Regions from separate parts of the Mus musculus genome. Here region 2 is linked to region 1. The links are chromatin contacts, called in public HiChIP or PLAC-seq maps. All regions are on one chromosome and are shown on one strand. Each heading gives the region's core, a stretch centred on a gene start, on an enhancer-like site or on the middle of the called end of the contact. The rest is flanking DNA. Distances are from core to core; before and after follow the strand shown.

Region 1 (6,476 bases), core at 1,504-4,003:
CCTGGTAGCAAATCAGATGGCAGCAGCTGAGATGGCCTTTGACGGAGAAACCCCAAACTACAGGCAAATCTAAATAGCCCACCTAACACAGTAAGACCAATCCTGACACAAACACATCTGCCACACCATTTCAAGACAGCATACCTGCAACCCTTCTAGCTCCAGGCTTCAGCCCAAAGTACCGTTGAGACTGAAATACACTTACTGTCTGTCTCCCCAGACACTCAAGAAGCTGAGGCAGGAGTCACCCGCTGGAGAGCAGGCCTGAGAACTGCCTGGACAGCACAGGAAAACAACACCAAATGGGTGGTAACTCAGTCTCACCTTAGAACATGCCACAGCCTTTCAAACCAAACCCACAGAGGAAACACCAAATGGAGTGTCCACAGGCCTGAACTCACTGCTTAGATGAAGGCAGCAGGGCAGGACAAGGCAAAGCCAGCCAGAAAGAGGCCAGCACAAAGACAGAATCACCAGACCCACAAAAGGGTCCTAAGCCCTCAAAACTCTTGGACGGCAGGTCTACATGCATCCATGCTATCTTCCGCCTCCGAGTCTTTGTAGACCCTGGACTAAGGCAGGCTCCTCTGCAATAAGCAAGCCTTTACTCTGACTACAATGGGGTACAATGCCAAGCTAGAGACACCTACCTTTGTACCGACTGCTATGTCTGGGACGATGCTGTGGAGAGAAAAGTAGACATCAGCACTGTGTGGCCTGTAGGGCCCTCTGCCAGTCCGGCTTAGAAAGGCAGGGAAGTGAGCCATCCATTGAGTCTCAACTTGAAAGAGGGCCATCATTGTCCTTGAAGACCCTCCCTTCTTCCACACAGGACCCAGACCCTGCCTTTCAACACATTAAATCCAGTTTTAGTACAGGAAAAAAAAAAAAAGAAAAGGAAAGAAAAAAAGCCCAGTTTTTATAAAGCATACCAGTGACCTGGGTCAAAACTCAACTCCTGAGCATCCTACAACGCCAGGGAGCCTGAAATATAGGTAAGGAGCAGCCCAAGACAGTGCTTCCTGATGGGGGCTGGGAGCTCCTCCAGGGCCACACTGCTGATGGCAGGCAAAGTGGCCTTGTTACCATTTACAAACCAACAGAGCTGCCGGGATACACCCTAGGTTACTGATCAACCCCAGCCCCTCGTGACTGCACCCTGCCGCCTCACACCTAGCCTGCTTACAGGCAGCAGCAAGCCTACCACAGCTGGCAGGTTACCAAATGGCTCTCAGGGGTCTGCCTCGTGAAGGGATTCCACCAGAAGTGGTGGCTGGGGTATGTGTAACCCTCTGCTTGGTTTACTGTTTTCAAAGAATCTTTTGCGACATTTCTCTGCACTCCCTTCTAGAACTCACTTCGATCTGCCTATCTCTGGCAGGATTAAAGGTGTGCACCACCACACCCCGCTCAAAGATCCTCGGTAAGTTGCTCAAAGGAGGCAACTGGAGACTCCTGTCTGTCATCTCAGCACTTAGAAGGCTGAGGCAGGAGGACTGCCATAGGTACTCAGCTTGAAGCTAGGCCAAACTACTTTTCAGAATCGTGTTAAAAGGAAAGCCGCTTACTAAGCCTGGTGACTCAAAGCACTAGGGAGGTTAAGGTGGGGAAAATCAGGAATTCAAGGCCAGTCCTTATCCAAAAGCCAAACAAAAAGTTTCAACAAAAAAGTCGGGGCCTGGTGACGCAGGCCTTTAGTCCCATCACTACGCAAGCAGAGGCAAGCGCAAGCAGATCTTTCAGACCAGCCTACAATGAGATCCGGTCTCCAAAACAAACCGAAAACTACAAAAAGTTGCCAGTGGAGGGGGCATCCGGGAAGCATGTGGGAGATACGGATGCCAGGCCGGCGCCCACACCGGAGACCGAACTGAACCTCACTCTGGCCCACCCGCCCCTCCAATGGGGGGCCCTGGAGGCCTCCTCCGGACACCTCCCCCCAGGCGGGAAGGGCGGGCGCGTTCGGCACAGGTCCGCGCGCGTGCCCGCACCAGGGCGCGCGCCCTACTACGCGCGCGCACCCGGGGTCGCATGCGGCGTGCGAAGCGACATTGCTCGGGGCACAGGGCGAGCCGGCCGGATTGGAGCACGGCAGGCGGGAAGGATCGCAGCGGCCGAGCCGCTCCGAGTGAGCGCGTCTCACCGGAGGGAGCGCGCGTGCACGCGGAGGGCGGGAGGGGGGCGCTGGGTTCCTCCGGATGAACCGCGCGGGCACCGGAAGTGCGCTGGGCGAGGGGCTTAAGGGGAGCCGAAAGCTGGGTGCGGTCGCCCTAAGCCAACCGGCTTCCTTAAGGGCCTCAGACGCCCGGGATTCCGAGCGCGCCACGCGGAACGAGGCCACACGCACGCGCCCATTGCAGCGGTTAGAGGGATCGGCGGGGGCCAAAAGTCCACGCGCGCGGCAGCGATGGCTGGGACGGAGTGGTGAGCGGAGCGGCGTGCGAGGGGCGCGGCAGGACTTACCCGTCCATGGCACACGGAAGAGACCCGCGGGGAACGGAGCGGAGGCGCAGGAATAGCAGAAACCGACCCAACGGCTCCGAGTTATAGACTCACAAGATGGCGGAGACGCCCGCACACGTCCCCCGCGCGCGATCCTCATTGGTTCCCGCTGCGGTCTGTGGGCGTGGTCAACCCCGCCTGCCCCCGCCAGGGCCTTCTATTGGTCAAAAGGTTACTCCAAGGGCGAAACGCATCCAGACAGCAGACAGCTGTTGGGCGGGACGGCCGTCAGTCAAGACGGAAGACGGAAACGGCCGGTGGGGGAGGGGGAGGGAGTGAATGAGTAGACGCACGTGATACCATCTGAGCCAATGAGCGAGCCTTTGTTCGACCCGTGGGACGCCATCTTGAGAGTGGGTACGTGGCGGGTCAGACGCAGAGAAGCGTGCATTCTGGAGGTTGCCTCCATATTGCAAGCAGGCACTGGAAGCCGTTAGCCTCCAACGTGAGAGTAAAGCAAGCTGCTTCGCCATCTTAGAAGCGGGCAGAAAACCCCGTATTGCCCTAGCTTGCTTGTGGTCACGTGGCCAGAATTTGGCCTTTCAACCGAGTTTCTCCTGGACTAGATCGCAACGAGGTGGAGGCCACGTGCTTCATAGACGCAGTCGCGACTAGATTGTGAATCATCTCTTTCCGTCTTTTGTCTACCCACAGCAGCCAAGCTCCATCTGTGTCGCAGGGATGGGGAAACCGAGGAAAGGAGCCGCAGTGTGGCTGGTTCTGCCTAAAGCTGGGGAAACGAGGCTACAAACTCAGCAGCCGCAGAATCCACTGGAGGGACGAAACTCCGCCCTCTTGTACCTTCACCCCAGCAGCCAGGATTCTGCCTTCCAGTCCTGGGGTATCACAAAGCAAGACGGGTTCTCCAAGGCCTAGTGCAGGCTATAAAACAGATCCTTTGGTAGGACTCCCAAAGGCACAAACTATCCGGATTCTTGTCTGCCTGGTTATCTGCTAAAAAAAAAAAAAAAGCCAGGCAAGGGGGAAAAGTTTCTCCTCCGCCCTGCACGGGAGGTGAGCCCAGAGCACTGGCCTCCCTTTTCTGTAATACAGGGCTCGTGGGAGGCGGGGCAAAGGGGCTGGCGGCTATACTGGTTTCCTTGCAGATCTGGCCAGGGGCCCAACAGCCTTGGAGCCCCAACGCGGGCTTGGTGCCAGAGGATTCCAGCCTGGATTAGGGGCGGCTGCCGATTTCCATGGAGGCCGCGCTGGGAGTGAGGTCTTTCAGGCCCCAGCCAGCCGGCACAGCAGCTAGCTTGAAGGCCCAGAATCACTAATCAGGACCGTCTCGCGGATTTAGAAAACACATACACACACACAACAAGGCATAGGATTTGAGCCCTCTGGGACTCCCATCAGGTCCTGGCTGGACCATCAGGGATAAGGTTGGCTGCCAGTTTTTGTTCTCTGGGTGGCTGGTGCCAAGCAGGAGCCCCACCCTCAGAAGCTAACCTGCACGGGTGGCTGCCAGTGAAGTTGGAGGCTGCTCATGTCCAAGAAGCACAGGTCTACACTAGCAGAGTTTGTTGAAAGCCATTTCAGAGACCTCCCAGAACCTTTCTTATGAAAACGGTTTGTGTGTAGCCCTGGCTATACCGAACTCCTGCTGGCCTCTAAGGCCCAGAGATCTGCCTCCTGAGTTAATGGCCAGCCCCACCACGCCTTGCTTCCCGGAACCACTGAATGGTCTTGTTCACCTTCAATTCCTTATCTGCTTCCTGATCCGAATCAGACCTCCATTACCCAGTGGGGAACATTTAATTCCGAATCCCAACCCCTGCGCTGCAGAGACCCAGCCTGAGGCTGGCCTCACATAGATCCACTGCCCCTGCTTCCTGAGTGCTGGAATCAAAGGTGTGTGCCACCATGCCCAGCTAGAATTGTTTTTGAGACAAATTCTCAACTTTGTGACCCAGATTGTCCTGGAATTCATATCTCAGACTGGCCAGCAGTGATTGTCCTGTTTCCGAATCCTGTGGTGAAATGACAGGTCTGTGCCTCTATGCCTAGCCAGAGTGAGTTCAAGACCAGGTTGGTCAACATAGTAAAGAGGGCAGGGGGAGGGGGAACCTCTGCTTTGAACCCCCCAAAGAGGGCCTAGGGGTGTGTCTCCGGGGTGGAACCCCAGCCTAGAATTCCCCAATGAGTTGAGTGTAGCTCAGGGGTGGAGCCCCAGCCTAGAATGCCTCAGTTAGGGGCTGGGAGTATGGCTCAGCATTAGGACACTGGCCCAGCACACAGGAGATCCTGGCTTCCTTTTTCAAAGCTGCCAGAGCATATTTTAAAAACGATTAATGTTCTGTGTTGCTGCTGTGATGCAGCGCCCACAATGGACTGCCTCTAACGTCACAGATGTGAGCCTTGCATCTGGAGCCCAGAAGTCTGAGGCCGGGCTTTGCACAGGAAGTGCCTTTTCTGTCTCCCAGATTCTGGAGCTCCAAGTGTCCGGGACTTGTGACAGAGTCCCTGTGTGTGCTTCTGTCTTCAGACTGTCTCCTACTAAATCCGGCCTGGATAATTTCAGTTTCGGGACCCTGAACTGCATCTACAAAGAACCTTTGTGGTGCTAGGGCTGGAGCTCACTCCCACCCCGCCCAACTAGACCCGTGTTTGCTGCTCACTGATCACGCCCAGGGCCCCAACCATCGCTGGTCACAGTAACCCATCTCAAGGTTGCGAATGGCTTAGGAAGCCTGCACCCCAAATGTCCTCAAGTGGGCTGGCTTTTGGGAGAGAACCATGGTTTAGTGAGCAGTCATTTTTACTGCCTCCCTGTCTCTGCAGAACACCTGTTGGGGAAGACACTGCATTGTTTAGCTCTTCCACATGGTTGGCCTGACTTTGTCTCCAGCCTGCCCAGCGCCCACCTCAGCCTTGCCAGCTGCTGCTCATGAATGATTGAGGTGAGGAGGGACAGCTCACCTGGCCTTTGTCTGAGAGGCACACTAGCCTGCTTGTTACCAGGGAAAGTGATACTCCCCTGTAGGAGGAGATGGAGGCAGGGAAGAGGGGCCCTCAGAGCCAGGGCCAAGTGAAACTCTCAGAACAATACAAGGAAGATAGACACAAGCCTCAGTTTATTCCTCTATAAAAGGGAAACAAGGCCAGTGTCTCCACCAAAGGAAATCGTCTACAGGTTGTTATTTCTTGTTTGTTTGCCTTGCTGGGGATGGAGCCCAGGACTTCAGAACTGCTGAGCCCCTGTTGTCATGGTTACTGGGGATCTAGGAAGGAACCTTAAAGGCTGAGACCCTCCTGTCTTAACCTCTCAGAAACATGACCTGACTAGCCTGGGCCACCACACCCTCCTGCTTGTGTGTGAATTATAAATTTTTGTTTGTTTCTTTGTTTTCAAGACAGGGTTTCTCTGTGTAGTCCTGGCTGTCCTAGAACTCTGTAGACCAGGCTGGCCTCGAACTCAGAAATCTGCCTGCCTCTGCCTCCCAAGTGCTGAGATTATAGGCATGCACCAGGCGTGATGGCGCACACCTTTAATCCCAGACTTGGGAGGCAGAGGTAGGCAGATTTCTGAGAGTTTGAGACCAGGCTGGTCTACCTGGGAAGATCCAGACCAGCCAGGGCTACAGAGACTCAAAACAACAACAACAAAACTCTTTTTTTAAAGTTGTATATGCATGGTGTTGTATAAGGATCCCTTCCTCGTTTCCCAAATCTCTACTGGACAGTTTAGTCCAGGGTCAGGGAGTCTGGGCTGAGGAGATCCACTGAAGGGAAGTTTCACACTTTTACCCTTCTAACCCCAGGGTTCAAGGAAGGTCCCGTGAGGTGAGTTTCGTCCCTGAGCCCCGCACAGTAGAACATGACTGCTGTGTGCCACAGTGCATGAGCCCACAGACACACGGAATAACTAGATGCTGGGAACAAAAAAATTGTTCTTGAAGATTCAGGGGAACTCAGAACTTTCAACTCTGCACCCCCAGCAAACCTCTGTTGACCACCAAGATAGAAACAAC
Region 2 (6,476 bases), core at 2,308-4,807, 1.3 Mb before region 1:
TCGGCTCCACGTAGCGGCCCATCATCAGAATGGTTCTAGAGGGAGGGCAACTGTCAACAGGGTGCTCCTGGGAAGCAGCCAGGACTCAGGAAAATAAGGCCAGTGCCCACCTCTGGATAGGCTTCAGGTATAGGTCCTCTTTCTTCCCAGGCGTGTAGTTGGGGCCCATGATCCGGACCTTCAGGCCCGTGGACACCACCCCAGAGAACACTCTACCAAAGGCATAGAAGCGGCCTTTGTCAGAGGTTGGCACCATCTTGGAAATGTACATCATAAGTGGGCCTTTGGGGTCGCAGCTCTTAATACCTATGGAAAGTTGGGAAATCGAGTCACCTGGTTGCCAAGGCTGGAGGACCCAAGAGCTAAGCCCAGGAGCCCCTACAGTACATACCCATGGCGGCCTCATCGTCGGGAGGCCCCTCGTATAGCAGCTCACAACGGTACTTCTGTGCAGTGACGGGGGATGGTAAGTGGATGGTGATCATCTGCAGGAGGGCGTCCCCTGCAGGCAGCCAGCGGCGCATCACAGCCTTGAGCAATGGCTTGCCCTCCTTGTCTTTGTCCTCGCTGTCCAGCTTGATGTCCAGCTTCTCGATCAGCTTGGCTGTCTCCTCCTTCCTGAAGTTCATGATGGCGTCGAACACCTGTTTGCACAAGGGAAGCAGATGAGCAAGGCCAGGTCATGGGAGCGACTTCCCAAGGCTGGGAACACAGGCCAGGACCACAGCTTACCCACCTTGAAGATGGGGTCCAGGATGAGCTGGCAGAAGGTGCGGGGAAGTTTTTTCCCATCTGGGCTATTGGCTGACTTACTGAACTTGCCATTGGCCGGATCAAAGTACCTGTAGAGAGCAGTCACATAGTATCGGCAGGCAGGCATTGTCCACAAGTAGCAGGGGTAGAGACAGTCACACAGCCATGTACTCACCGGTCTCCCCACAGCTTCTTCATCATGTCCTCTACTTTCTTGGCACGCTCGGCTGCGCTCAGCTGGCCCTCACCCTTGGCTGCAAACTTGGCCACATACATCTCCGCAAACTGCTTCAGGGTGAAGGCCCAGCCATGCAGGCCAGAACCAAAGCCTACGGTGCCCAGGACGGGGTCAATCTGAGGGAGGAGAGCAGCAGTTAGCCCGGCAAGATGGTCAGCAGCCAGCCCAGCCACAAGCCCACAGTCTCAGACACTGAGTTTCTTCAACAGACATCAGGTCAAAGTGAAGAATTTCCGTCATCATGGTGGGTCAGAGATTCCCAGGGAGCGTGGCCCTGACCGCCCCCCATAGAAGAGCTTCGCACCATGATATTGCCCATGGGCCCACTCTCGCCCTCGCCGTAGGTAGAGATGATGACGTTGACGTTCTCCACGATGCGCTGGAAGGTCTGGTAGAGCTCCTCGGGCTCCAGCTGCAGCTCCAGCAGGGCCCGGTCCATCTTGTTCATCATCAGGACGGGCTTGATGCGTTCAGCGATGGCCTGGCGCAGCACAGTTTCTGTCTGCACACACACGCCTGAGGACAGGGTGAAAAGGACTAAGTGTTTACCCTTAACTCTCAAGTACTCTAAACCACTGACAGTTCAAGGCCTGAAGACCACGTATGTTTTGTCTGTGAAATGTACACAAGCACTCTCCAAGGTACACGGTATGGATGCCCAGGCGCTAAATCTCCAAGTGTGTCCAGTGTACCAGGCCCTATGCCACTCAGCCCCTCCCACCTCCAGAGACCCATGCACCTCTGCCTCAGAGCACTGAAATTATAGGAAACTGGCCCCACACTTAGGTGGACTTCACAATCTCCCTGCCCTGACATGGGGACTGGCACATACAATTTCAAATTAGAGCAGAATTCATCCTTGCCTTAAAATGAATATGATTTCAATTTACACCCCCAAAAATGTGGTACTGGGCCATGAAAACACCAGCAACTGTCTGTTACAGCTCCCACCCAAGGCTTACCAGACACACAGTCCACCACCACCAGAGCTCCATCGGTGACACGCAAGGCAGCTGTCACCTCTGAAGAGAAGTCCACATGGCCTGGAGAGTCGATGAGGTTGATGAGGAAGCCCGAGCCATCCTTGCTCTGCTTAATGAAGTTCAGGTCGTTCTCAGAGAGCTCGTAGAAGAGGGAGATGGCGCTACGGAGAGGAAGAGGTCAACAGTCCATTCAGCATCTGACCAAGGCAGGCTAGGCAGCACACACAAGCATGTCACAGAGAGGACCCTAAACACGCCACTATTTGTCCACTGGCAGCAAACACACCCGAGTGACACCCAGAGCACAACCCCTCGGGGCTGTCCCCTCACTCACGTGGATTTGATTGTGATGCAGCGCTCCTGCTCATCCTTGCGAGTGTCAGTGAAGCGCGTCTCCCCAGCTCGGGCAGAGGCAATGATGCCAGCCTTGCACACAAGGGAGTCGGTCAGCGTGGACTTGCCGTGGTCCACATGGGCGATGACTGACATGTTCCGGATGTTGGCTTTCTTGTCCATGATGGCACGGATCTGATCTACTGTGAAGTTCACCTGTGGTGGGGGGATGGGCAGCCAGGCTGATTCTGGGAACCCAACTTGGCAGGCATCGGTGGGTCAATAGCACCCCACAGCAGGGGCAGGAACCAGATGTCGGCCCAAGATTGGAGCTGAGCTCACAGTGTGACTCAAACGTACAACCCAGGACCTCTGAAATAAGCATCAAAAGTTCACAGATGTGTCCACAGCTCTAAACAAACGCCGAAACCGACAACTGCGACACTTAAGAGCAAGCCTGTGCTAGAAGACCCTATCTTGAGGCTCAAGTCACATAACCTCAGCACAAGAATTCAAAGCCAAGGTGCACGGCCACCTCGGCACTGCAAAGATGCCGGATTGATTGGGACCAAAGCACGAAAAAACCTCCTCTGCTACACACACCTCTTCCCCAAACCACTGGGTGCTGTGCGCCAAGGTCAAAGCCCGGATCAAAGGCCACAATGCGCCACTAGGCCCAGTGAGCCACTTTCTTAGATTATGGGGACCGGTGCTCACGTGTGAACTCAGATAGAAAACAGAGACGGGGGCTACCGGAAAGGGCCCGGAAGGCGTTCAGCCCACTGGAGGTGTCCAAGGAAGCCAGCCCTACAGGCTGTCACCTCCCGAGGACACCCTCCGCCCGTCACCAGGGGCGCGGGGACGGCGCTTTGCCCGCTGCCACATCACCAAGCACAACCCCTCCCGCAGTCACCCCGGCGGCCGCGGGGAGTTGAAGGACTTCAAGAAAACACCCCGACCTCGGCAGTTGACACTCCCAAGGCCCTCAGGGACGCGCAGATATGGCGCCGCGGCCCGACCACGTCCTGCCGCCCGGGCCAGGGCAGCCATGTCTCTTCCTCCCGTCCCTCTCAGCGTCCCGCTACAGCCACGTCCCGCTGCCCCAGAGATTCGTCTCGGTCCCCGAGTCTAGCGGAGCCGAGGAGACTCACCATGGTGGCGGATGGCGACGGATTCTCAGAGTCAGAGGTGAACAGGGAAGCGCGCCGACGATGGCGGCGGCTGCGGCGGAAGAGACCGCTGACGTCAACGCCCGGCCTTTTATAGGTCGACGCCGGTTGGGTGCGTCACGTGACGGCGCCGGGTGCTCGTCCGGCCGGGTTGGCTAGGAGCCAGCTGTGGACGGGTCTGCGCATGCACAGAGCGCGGTCTTTGGGACTTAACACTTGAACTGCCGTGGGAGTGGCTGCGGCGCGGCCGGGGCGTGGCTAGCTCAGTCTCTGGACCCTGGGCCAAGATCCACGGATGGGTTTTTAAACATAGATTCCTCAGAACACAGTTGCTTACAACATGATTCTTGAAAACCTTGTAGGTCAATAGGAAAAAGACTTTGAAATTCGGACCGGTCAGTGGGTTGTGCCAAAGTTCAATTTCCTGGGTTTGAGACTGTTATGTAATTTGACACCTCTGGGAAAAGCTGGAGAAAGGGACCCTTGAGGCCACAGATTTATTTCTGCAAAACCTTGCTTGTATTTTTATTACACTTTTTCGTTTGTTTGTTTTGGAAACAAGGTCTTTGGATGCAGCCCAGGACCGCACCAAATCATGAAGATCTGCCTTAATCTACTGCGTCAGTGCTCGGACTAAAAGACTGTGCCAACACACCACGCTCTCATGAAACTTTTTTTGTCCGGAGACAGGATCTCGATAGAACAGGCTGGCCCTCAACTGGGTTGGCTGTAGAGGTTGTCCTTGAATTCCTGATCCTCCTGCGGGCAAAAATGCAACAATTATGATAAAACCAAAACAAAAGGCAGACAGTAGTGGTGCACGCCTTTAATCCCAGCATTTAGAAGGCAAAGACAGGAGATCTTTGTTCAAGGCTAACCTGGTCTACAGAGTGAGTTCCATGACAGACAAGGCTAAATCAAGAAACCCTATCTTAAAAACAAACAAAAAGGCGGGGCGTTGGTGGTGCATGCCTTTAATCCCAGCAGAGACAGAGGCAGGCCAATTTCTGAGTTCGAGGCCAGGCTGGTCTACAGAGTGAGTTCCAGGACAGCCAGGGCTACACAGAGAAACCCTGTCTCAAAAAAAAAAAAAAAAAAAAAAAAAAAAAAAAAAAAAACGAAACAAAACAAAAAAACAACAAAAAAGATAGATAGATCAGCACGTGGAGCTAGGCGGGTGGCAGCCAGCTGTCATTCCAGGACTTGGCAGATGGAGGCAGGGTCTGATCTCTGCAGGGAGATCAGGAATTCAAGGCCATCCTTCCTTAACTTACACAGTGAATTCTAATGACATCCTGGGCTACAGGAGACCTTGTTTCAAAAACAAAACATTGCCAAACCTGTCCTTTCTTGGATTTTGTCACTTGTCTCCTAAATTTTTGCACATTTAGACAAGGTTTCATTCAGTAGCCCATAACTCGTAGCCTTGGCTCCAGCCACTATCTGAACAAAGCAAAGAGAAAGTGTGTTTTTCAAGAGAGCCCTCGATGCTGACAGTGCCGCGTGTGTCCAGCAGGAGGCATCGCAGGACCGTGAGCATGGCTGTCCCCGCCTGACCCTGGGTGCGCAGCCTTCTGCACACAATAGATGCTCATTGTTTCTGCGTTCAACTCGTGCAGACGACCCCACCCCACCCCCCGCCCCAGAAACCTTGTTACGAGCTTCCTCCGTTAAAGCGAGGGACACATTTTACCCTTCCAGGCTGGGAGGGACAGGAGGGGAGGTGTCCCAGCCTAAAATAAGTATAAATTAAGCAATGCGGTTTGCGAATCTTGGCTCTAAAGTTAACCGGCATCTGCCTCTACCGCTGAGAGGACGCCGAGGCCAGTGACAAGAATCGTGTCTATTTATTGGCAGGGGCGCAGAGCCACCCAAGGAGTGGCAGTCTCAAGAACTAAGGACCACCTACACCTGGGTACGTGACTGCATTCCAGTCAGGGTTTCCCCGGCCAGCGCATGCGCCCTATGGTCGGGAATTTTGCATCCCGATGGTTGGAAGGATCCATTTTCTTGAAGAGCAGATTGTTCCCTGAAGTGAGTGTCAGAGACTCTTAACAGCTCATTCTAGGGAGAATGGGGTCTTTGCAACCAGACAGGGCAAATGTTATCAGAGATTCAGTCTGCTGGGGCTGGGGCCAGGATATAGAGCATTTTCCTAGCAGAGGAGAAGCCCTGATTTCCACCCCACAGCCACATAAACTAGCGTTGGCAGTGCATGCCTCTTATCCCACCAGCGGGAGACTGGAGGAACAGAAGCACAAGATTATCCTCAGCTACATGAGTTCAAGGCCAGCCTGGGCTACACAGAGAATTTGTTTCAAAGACTAAAGAGGAGGTTGAAAAGCCAGGCAGTGGCAGGCACATGCCTTCAGTCTCAGAAAAATAAATGAATAAATAAAGGGGACTGGGGATGGAGGTGGCTAGACTAGCCTGTTATTCCAAAGTGTTCAGAGATAAACAACTGTGGGAAATTCATAGTCAACCCTGACTTCCCAGAAGGTCTCTCAAACTGAAAACTGAGTTCCCTGGGGGAAAGTGTGTGCTTTGCAAGCCTGACACCCTCAGAGTGACCAAAGCCATGGTGGAAAGACAGCACCACTCCAGGAACTTCTCTAACCCACATGTGTGTGTGTGGGGGGGGGGGGCACAGACATCATGCACACATTAATAATAAAGAAAACATTCATCGAGCTGGACTGAGTTCAGCAAGTACTGACCAAGCAGGCACAGGGGTCTGACTTCCATCTCAAATACTACAGAAACCAGAACAGGATGCAGGTGGAAGCAGGAGCCAAGATCAAGTCAGCCTGGGCTACAGGAGACCCTCGTTCAAAAAAAAAAATCATTTTTGTTTGAGACAGAGTTTGTCTACATAGTACTGGCTGGCCTGAAACTCACTATGTAAACCAGAGTGGCCTCAAATTCACAGAGATCTGCCTGCGTCTAACTTGAAACTTCTGGGATCAAAGGTGCGGGCTACCACACCAGTTAAAATAGAAT

Evidence for each region. HiChIP or PLAC-seq counts read pairs in DNA pulled down with a chosen protein or histone mark.
Region 2: an H3K27ac HiChIP or PLAC-seq map of double positive thymocytes shows a contact between it and region 1, with 6 times the contacts expected there. The contact joins the promoter of Eef2 here to the promoter of Ptbp1 in region 1. A contact is called at or near these places in 1 of 484 Hi-C or Micro-C datasets (muscle stem cells), 8 of 115 datasets of contacts at active chromatin or transcription factors (Th17 cells, double positive thymocytes, embryonic forebrain and 5 more) and 2 of 9 other capture datasets (adipose tissue and liver).

Annotation. Positions count from the first base shown.
Region 1 is chr10:79,850,709-79,857,184 of GRCm38.p6, reverse strand. Ptbp1 (polypyrimidine tract binding protein 1) reads right to left here and starts at 2,753. Exons shown (of 14, transcript NM_001077363.2): 1 at 2,464-2,753; 2 at 651-681. The coding sequence starts at 2,471. E130317F20Rik (RIKEN cDNA E130317F20 gene) reads left to right here and starts at 2,214. Exons shown (of 1, transcript NR_029447.1): 1 at 2,214-5,808.
Region 2 is chr10:81,173,712-81,180,187 of GRCm38.p6, reverse strand. Eef2 (eukaryotic translation elongation factor 2) reads right to left here and starts at 3,557. Exons shown (of 14, transcript NM_007907.2): 1 at 3,459-3,557; 2 at 2,309-2,523; 3 at 1,954-2,135; 4 at 1,296-1,507; 5 at 929-1,107; 6 at 737-842; 7 at 392-644; 8 at 111-306; 9 at 1-35. The coding sequence starts at 3,461. Snord37 (small nucleolar RNA, C/D box 37) reads right to left here and starts at 1,227; the gene lies at 1,175-1,227.